Regions from separate parts of the Sus scrofa genome. Here regions 2 and 3 are each linked to region 1. Evidence: chromatin contacts called from public Hi-C and HiChIP or PLAC-seq data. All regions are on one chromosome and are shown on one strand. The core of a region is the stretch at or near the end of the contact, and the rest is flanking DNA. Distances in the headings are between cores, read along the strand shown.

Evidence for each region. A called contact is a pair of places that touch in the nucleus more often than the background predicts. HiChIP or PLAC-seq counts read pairs in DNA pulled down with a chosen protein or histone mark.
Region 2: a Hi-C map of embryonic fibroblasts shows a contact between it and region 1, with 2.8 times the contacts expected there. The contact joins two enhancer-like sites. A contact is called at or near these places in 4 of 47 Hi-C or Micro-C datasets (embryonic fibroblasts, fetal heart ventricle, fetal skeletal muscle and 1 more) and 1 of 2 datasets of contacts at active chromatin or transcription factors (skeletal muscle).
Region 3: an H3K27ac HiChIP or PLAC-seq map of skeletal muscle shows a contact between it and region 1, with 5 times the contacts expected there. The contact joins two enhancer-like sites. A contact is called at or near these places in 1 of 47 Hi-C or Micro-C datasets (alveolar macrophages) and 1 of 2 datasets of contacts at active chromatin or transcription factors (skeletal muscle).

The regions. Positions count from the first base shown.
Region 1 is chr11:46,635,365-46,638,067 of Sscrofa11.1, forward strand. The region is part of intron 1 of LOC110255761 (a long non-coding RNA gene); the gene reads left to right. It also overlaps a transcript of KLF12 not described here. Among named protein-coding and RNA genes, the nearest start is that of KLF12, 330 kb to the left of the region's middle. Within about 2 kb of position 1,382, at least 30 of the 83 cell types and tissues checked have an H3K27ac peak or open chromatin away from gene starts, as enhancers often do. A contact at or near this core is called in embryonic fibroblasts, fetal skeletal muscle and skeletal muscle, where this site is marked.
Region 2 is chr11:47,488,838-47,491,540 of Sscrofa11.1, forward strand. No RefSeq gene overlaps it. Among named protein-coding and RNA genes, the nearest start is that of TBC1D4, 270 kb to the right of the region's middle. Within about 2 kb of position 1,369, at least 10 of the 83 cell types and tissues checked have an H3K27ac peak or open chromatin away from gene starts, as enhancers often do. A contact at or near this core is called in embryonic fibroblasts and fetal skeletal muscle, where this site is marked.
Region 3 is chr11:46,070,110-46,072,812 of Sscrofa11.1, forward strand. The region is part of intron 4 of KLF12 (Kruppel like factor 12); the gene reads right to left. Among named protein-coding and RNA genes, the nearest start is that of KLF12, 240 kb to the right of the region's middle. Within about 2 kb of position 1,337, at least 37 of the 83 cell types and tissues checked have an H3K27ac peak or open chromatin away from gene starts, as enhancers often do. A contact at or near this core is called in skeletal muscle, where this site is marked.

The DNA of each region.
Region 1 (2,703 bases), core at 132-2,631:
CAGTCTGTGGCAGTTTGTTACAGGAGCCCAAACAGACTAAGACACTCCACATTGTGGCAGAGACTATAGATTGATCATCAACTTTCTGGAAACTTTTTCACTTGCATTTTAAAATTTGTCAAGTAGAGGCATTTAATTTTTGTGTTTTTCCTTCACAGGGCCACACCTTCAGCATATAGAAGTTTCCAGGCTAGGGACTGAATCAGAGCTGCAGCTGCCGGCCTACGCCACCGTCACAGCAACACCGGATCTGAGCCACATCTGTGACCTACACCACAGCCTCAAGGCAACGCCGGATCCTTAACCCACCGAGCAAGGCCAGGGATCGAACCCTCATCCTCATGGATACTAGTTGGGTTCTTAACCCACTGAGCCACAACAGGAATGCTGTGTAGAGGCATTCTGAGGTAGGAAGGAAGAGATGACAAGGGATGGAAAGAAAACAGAAATATCAGAAAGAAGAAATTACTTAAGGACATGGACTCGAAAGCAGGGTTTACCGTTTTAGACGGTTTGTATCCTGAGTGATCTTTGTCAGTGACAAGAGAGAGTGAAATCCTTTTTGAAGATGTAAAAGAAATAAGGCCAAAGACCCAAAGCATTTTATTTGTGCAAAGTTGTGCCAAGTTCTGGAAGCCCATCCGGATGGGGACTAGACATGGGGACTGCCCCCACATCTAGGCTCTCCGAAGTGAAAGCAAAGCCCTAGGAGTTAAACACAGAGTGGGCGCTCCTGTGTATCAGTGATGTAGCTGGAGGCCCTATGTTATGTAACAGAAACAGGATGGAAAGTGACAGTTGCTCACAGACGACAGTAAATGTGATTAAATTATCTCATCAGCTTCATACTCCTGAGTATTTCTACCATGTCAGGCAACCATCCGTTCATCGGACCTGTCTGCTAGACATCACAGGCTGGAGGTATGAGTATTCAAAGAAATCCTTCCCTCGAATGGCTGACTGGGGGGATATCAAGTTTAGTCTATGCAGCGATCAGGTCCAGGAAAGAGACACGGAGAAATAATAAGGCGGGAAGGAATAAAAGCAAAGAGAAAAATTCAGAAATTTGTTTTCACTCTGCCACAGCCTCTATCCCATTCCTTTTCACTGACCTGATCTAATTCAAGCAGCTATTATCCCTGTGAAACACTGCCGCAGCTGAATTTATTTTTATTTTGCCTGCTCAAAGGCAATGTAAAGTGAATTTGAGAGCACGTCACCTTCAGGGGAAAGACTGCAGCATATTTCTCACCACCTCCCTCCTCCCCTCTGCCTGAAAAGGTTAATTTGAATAAGGCTGCTGCTTCCACAAATAGAACAGTAACCAGCACACAGAGGAACCGCCAATGGGAATGTGTTTCAGTGATGTCATACTTATACCTGCTCCTTATTATTCGCTGAGTTGTGACAATGTGTTCCTTGAATCTCACATTTTATTGGCTAAGGGTCCTGTCATTCTGAGTGCTTCTGGAGAGTTTCAGACACTGCAGTTTCTTTCCAAGCCCAGATTGTTTTTCAGCTTCTGCACTTCAACAAACTGGGGGATAATATAGAGTATTTAACACTGTCCTCCTGAAAACAAATAAAACCCTTTTATAATTTATACCTGATTTTACCCTGCCAGTGGACTTCTGATATCAGGGCCATTTGCAGGGTAAAAGCAGCTTAAGAAAAGTCTACTTTTTGCTTTAAAAAAAAAAAAAAAAAAAAAAAAAAAAAGCAAAAACTACATGAGCAGAACTTTAATTGAAGTGCTCGTAGAAAGGTCCTGCGAGGAGTTCCCTGGTAGTCTAGAGGCTGAGGATCAGTGTTGTCATTGCTGTGAATCAGGTCACTGCTGTGGCCCAGGTTCAATCCCTGGCAGGGGAACTTCTGCATGCTACAAGCTTGGCCAAAAAATGGTCTTGCTAAGCTTAATGTTGTCACCACTGACCTAATGGAAAACAAAATTATTCTGTTTGTCTTACAACAACTTATTGCTCCACAGAACAGAGCTTCCTAAAACAAACTAGCTCTGAAACGTAACAGTTTCAAGGAGAGAAGATATTGCAGGAAGGGAAACCTGCCTGGTTTATTTTTGTCCTAAGTGGATTTTATTTTTTAAAATCAAGTAGGTTTCTGTGTCATTAAAAATGTGTCTCAGGGCCCTCAGATTTCTAGGGCTTTTCTGAGGAAACTCCTGCAAACAGGTTTGAAAAGTACACTACTTGGTAGTGAAGGTGATGGTTTGATAAATCAGCTTTGTAGGAATTAGGAATTATTCAACTAACTGAAAGACTGAAAGAAATATTCCGGTCAACAGGAGGTACAAGGGTGGTTGGGAGACCAGAAATTAAAGCTGTTGCCCAAAAACTCTCAGAAATCTATGAGTGGGCAAATTCAGATCCTCAGAGACATAGAAGACAAAGTCAAGCCTCCATGGCCAGTGGTTGAAGCAGAATGTATGTAAGGAAGGTTAATTCATCACACAGGCAGGGTGGCGCATTAAGCACACCAGTGAGACGGGCAGGGCATAAAAGAAACAGTCAGATTTTAGTGGGAAGAGAGGGACTGTGTCCCGAGAACAAGAGGAACAGGAGTTCTTGTTGGGGGAATGAGATGGAGAAGGATGGGGACACACAGAAGAGACCTCCTTGAGTGGCTATACATATTGTGAGATAAATTTAGCAAAGCAGGTGCACAAATGAGCAATAGGAAGAAGTA
Region 2 (2,703 bases), core at 119-2,618, 850 kb after region 1:
GTATCTGTCCTTAAAGAAAGAGAACATGGTCTGGGCAGGCCCCCCAAGAAATCCACTACTCTCTCTCCAGCCCTGCGAATAATGACAGTCTGTAGGTGCTTCAAATAACTCTACTTCCTTAGCTGTTCACGTTGGATTTCATATCCCAACTCCTTGAACGATACTTTTCATGTTGTACCTTATTCGAGTTTAACATCTCCTTTTAGGTGTGAAACTGAGAACTTTATAAGCACTTGGGTAAAGACACATGTGGGAGAATAATGGTTCATGCCTGTTTTCAGTTCCTAATAGCAAGCACACTTTTAATATTCCTTTCACTTCATACTCGCATGGCCCCTGATAGGACTCCGCAAGGAAAAAAGTAAGCCCACCATTCAAAAGGAGGCTAGCCTCATGGAGGAGTGACTTCCTCCACTTCCTTCCCAAATTTCTCATCAGTTTTTTTTTTTTTTCTTTTTTAAATCTTTTTAGGGCCTTACCGGTGGCATCTGGAAGTTCCCAGGCTAGGGCCACAGCCACAGCCATGCAGGATCTGAGCCACATCTGCGACCTACACCACAGCTCACAGCAATGCCAGGTCCTTAACCCACTGAGCAGAGCCAGGGATCGAACCTGAGTCCTCATGGATGCTAGTTGGGTTTACCGCTGAGCTCCCACAGGAACTCCTCTCCACCAGTTCTTATTCCCACCTGCACCAGGGAACCAGCTGGTCAAGAGTGTGACGCTCCGAATAATATTCAGGGAGGGAAAAACAAACAAAAACAAAAGATTCAGTTAGATACTGACCACGTCATCAGCTTTACTGTTTCCCAGGAAAATTAAAGGACTACGGAGCTCTATGTCCCTGTTTTATGACTCTTTTTTCAGTTTTGTTTTTTTTATATAAGTAGAGTTGATTTATGTTTCATGATGCTTTATAACCCTAATATGCCTGCTGGAGATAGTGCAGAAAGCTTCGACTGAAGAACAGTGGGAGACTGGGAAGAAATCAAAAAAGAGAGAGAGAAAGAGAAGGGATCTCCTGTGCTCACCAAGAACCCCCCCACCAAGGACAGCAGGGAACTCCCCCAACCTTCTGAAGATGTGATCTGGTAACAGACACTGAAGGAAAGTGAGACGTTGTTCGGGGGGAGCTCAGAAACACAAATGAAATCAGAAAGGTGGTCAGGCCAGGCTGGCTCCTTTGGAATGCCGCTTCCCGTTCCTTCAGCCAGAACCCCCGATGCTTCTTTCTCCCCCGTTAGCATTCGGTTAACCCTCATCTCTAAAGCCCACTCTGCGTGCCAGGACAGCTTTCATTCATCTCCGGGACTTCCGGCGATTCAGAGGTTTCGCTCCAGGAAAAGAAAGCACACACGCGCCCAGAGCCAGAGCGGGACACCGCTGACCTCCTTCTCCTGGAATCCTCTGTAGACTTCTCCCCAGCTCTGTGCAAACCATTTGCAGCTGGGTATTTTTCCTGCTTGTGAAACAAGACTGTCTGCCCAGCAGAACAAGACCTATTTGATGAATGGTGGCAGAGGGCTAAGGTGGAAGCGGATTTTGATTGCCTTGATTGCAAGAATCCAGGCGCTTAAAAACGATCTAGATGGCTTAACCTCTTCTTAGCTGCGTTACGGCAAATGACATAGCGACAAACATATTATGTATACACTCTGACACAAAGCAGAGGATAAAAAGAGGTGTTTTTCTCAGTGCGCATAAAGCCTCACGTCCAGAGTGATCCTATTAAGAGTCATCCTTTAAAAACTACTTTATTACAGAAATAGTTCATTAATATAGCACAGCAAAAAAGATTCAAGTATAAAGAGTGAAATGGTCAAGGCCACTTGTCACCCCTCACTCACTCCTCTTCTCTCCCCAAAGGTAACCGCATTTAGAGTTTGCTGTATGTGCTTCTGCTCGTTTTTCTTTATAATGACTGTAAACAACAGATTTTTCCTAAACAAATTGTTCTACTTGTTGCTTTTTTCACTTAAGGATACATCTTTTGGGCCCTTCCCTGTTGGTGTGTACAGGTCTGCCTCATTCTCCTCATTGGCTGCATAGTTGCTGCAATTCGAAGCAGCAGCAAATTCTAATTGTGTCCCACGGCTAAAAAAAAAAAAAAACTTTGAAAAAGAAACATATGATTGGCCTGGTTTTGGACTACTATTTTGAAAAATTAAACGGGAGCTTGCCGAGGCATGCTTAAACCGTTAGTCACTGAAAAAAACGTTCAGCGAACGAACCACAAAACTCACAGCTTCCCAAAGCAGCCTGGCATGGGTCCTGCCTTGTCATCTGCCTGGGCTCAGGGGGAGCTCTGGGTAGCAACTCTGCAATATGTCCTCAAAATGCAGGGAGTTCAAATAATTTCCAATCCTGACAAGGCTTTACATCTACCCTGTCTTATCCTTTACATTTAACCCATATGATCCTGTGACCCTGTGAGGGCGTAACACAAAAAGAAGGTTGTTTAGGGAGGAGAGGGTATGAAAGCAAGAAATACAAGAACAGCAACACTGATTTGTTAAGCTGATTTTTCCGACAGCGCTATTCGCTTTCCATAAATCCTGGAATGGCCGGGCCAGCTTTCATTACGTTAGGGGTTCCTGATTGGGTTCCTCACCTTATTACAATGCTGGTCTCTGTGTTCCCCTGTGAATGACTACTCTCTTGCTCAGAGCAAGTGAAAGATTCTTTAACCTTTTTGGTAACCAA
Region 3 (2,703 bases), core at 87-2,586, 570 kb before region 1:
TGCCATGTTCATAACACATGGAAGTTCTCAGACCAGGGATCGAATCCACAGCACCACAGTGACAACGCTGGATCCTTAACCCGCTGCACCACCAGGGAACGCCTCTACGTTCCCTTTATATACCTAACAGCAGGGCATAAACTTAAGTTTTGCTAAGGATATTTTCATTTGTAAAGGTGTTCGCCCTCCCATACCAGGAAGAGGAGGAGATCAAAGCACAACTCATCACCAGAAATGGTACAGAGATGAGTTGGCATAAACCACCCTTATTTTCCATTAGTTTCCCCCCTACACTTCCTAGTTACCTTTCGAAAATTTGCTCCCCTAGAACCCCAGGCCCTCTTTCCTTTTGACAAGTATTTCTCCACCATTTATTACCTCTGTTAAGATGGTATATAAGCTCCAAATTCAGTTTTTTTTTTTTTTTTTTTTTTGGTCTTTTTGTCTTTTTGCCTTTTCTAGGGCCACTTCTTGTGGCATATGGAGGGTCCCAGGCTAGGGGTCCAATCAGAGCTGTAGCCGCCAGCCTCTGCCTGAACCACAACAACAGATCCAAACCGAGTCTGCAACCTACACCACAGCTCACGGCAACGCCGGATCCTTAATCCACTGAGCAAGACCAGGGACCAAACTCGACATCTCATGGTTCCTAGTCGGATTTGTTAACCACTGTGCCACGATGGGAACTCCCAAATTCAGTTTTTTTAAGCCAAGTCCACACCATGAAGAAATTCTGGGGCCAGGGATTGAACCCATGCCACATCAGTAACCAGAGCTGCAGCAGTGACAATGCCAGATCCATAATCCACTGAGCCACCAAGGGACTCCTATAAACTCCACATTCTAACCACCCCTTTGAGTTACTCACCACTGAGTACATGCATGTATACATGTTTTTGTGTAAACAATCTGTTTTTTTCCTCTTGCTAATCTATCTTTTGTCAGTTTAATTTGCAGGCCCTCAGACACTAAACCTTAGAGGGTAGAAGAAAAAAAAAAGTTCTCCCTTACTTCAATAGCTTCATTCAGATGTCCAGGCACAGAAGCACGGGGGATGGGGGAGAAAGGATAGATGAATAGGTATTTCCAGGAGAAAGAGCTTCTATATGTGATGCTCTGAGCCGGAAGGGAGATGCAATCAATTCAAAACTTTAGCTAAACCACGGGGAAAAGGTAGCAAAGACTACATTGCTTTACAAGCTTCCAGGGTTGGAGTCACCCACTGGTAATAGCTTAAATTTCTAGGAACCGCCAGTATCTTCTAAGCAGGAACTACCTTGACTCTCCATGAACCTCCACTTTTTTGCAGATCACTTACTGGCAACACAATTTACTCTACTTCCTGTTCTCGTGGCCAACTTCCTGCTTTGTTCCGTCTCTACCAGGGTTCGTGAGATCTAGGCAGGCTTTAAGCTCCTGTTGCTTTTACTCTTCGTGTCTCAGACATTCTTATGTTCAAGACAAGAAAGAAAACAGGGATTTTAAAGGGCTCTTCAAGTCCAGTCGGAACCACCAGCCCCAAGGTTTATTAGCATCCTAGGTCTTCGCAGTTGTTCAGTGAGGGAAAATCCTTTCAAAACAGCTAATACAGTTCTAGCCCCTCAGAAGAGCCAACGGCAGTCTTTCTGTGAACCCAGAGCCAGACTGCACTTTGCACTCGGAAGGCTTATTTCTTCCAACATCCCTTATTAACATTCTTTTCCTCACAGTGCTGCTCAGTGGCTGCTGCAGCTGAGCTGCTCAGCACAGGTTTTCTGCTCCATATGGGGGAGGGGATGTTAATTATGCAGAAAGATGGAGAGAGGCCAGACAGCCCCTCTGGTGAACTGTCTCATTCAAGCTCGGCCCACTTCCTGCTGTTTTGCAGCTACAAGGATCACCTGTTGGTCTTGGCATCTGGCCAACCTGGGGCCTAGCGGAAATGACAGACTCAGCTAGAAATGAAAGCCAGCTCATATTCCAGTCCCCCCAACTGGAGAGAGAGAGAGTGCGCAAACAAACATGCAAGAAAAATGCCAAAGAATTATACACAAGGTAGCAAGATTCCTTTCTTTCTTCTCTTCTTTTTCTCTGTCTGCTTGAAAAACAATCATCAAAATGGAATGGTGAGCCCCAAAATGTCTTCCCCAGTAAAACTCCCCTGACCTAAGGGAAAATGCAGGAAATCTTCTTGAACCTTCCCTACACCCCGCCCCCCACCAACCCAGGGATTTCAGAATCCTGGTGCCTAAATACAATGTTAAGGTGTAACAGTCCAAATACTCACAGTTCTTTAATTCACTCTGTTTCCTTTAAATGTTTATCTCATATTACTTCCTCCTTATCCCTATTTCTATTCATCAAGATAATTCCACCAGGTGAAGTTCAATGATAGAGAAGTATTCACTTATTGATGTTTCTTATTGCATATATCAATGGAAAAAAATGGGTCTGTTGAACTTATAATTACAACATTCTCTAGGTAATGGTATCTTTTAGCAAAACTTCATTGATCCATAGATCAAATACTGTAAGTAGATAATTTCTGTAACAGTTGAACAGTCTTCAACGAATTCCTGATTGTCTCTGTATGACCAAATACTTATTATAAGCCTTCTTAAATTAAGATGGTAAAACAAGAAAGCTTTTTGCCCTTTCCAAAGTGAGGAAATTGATAACCTGGAGCTCACTTTACCCAGTAAAACAGACCATAAAGGTTTGCAT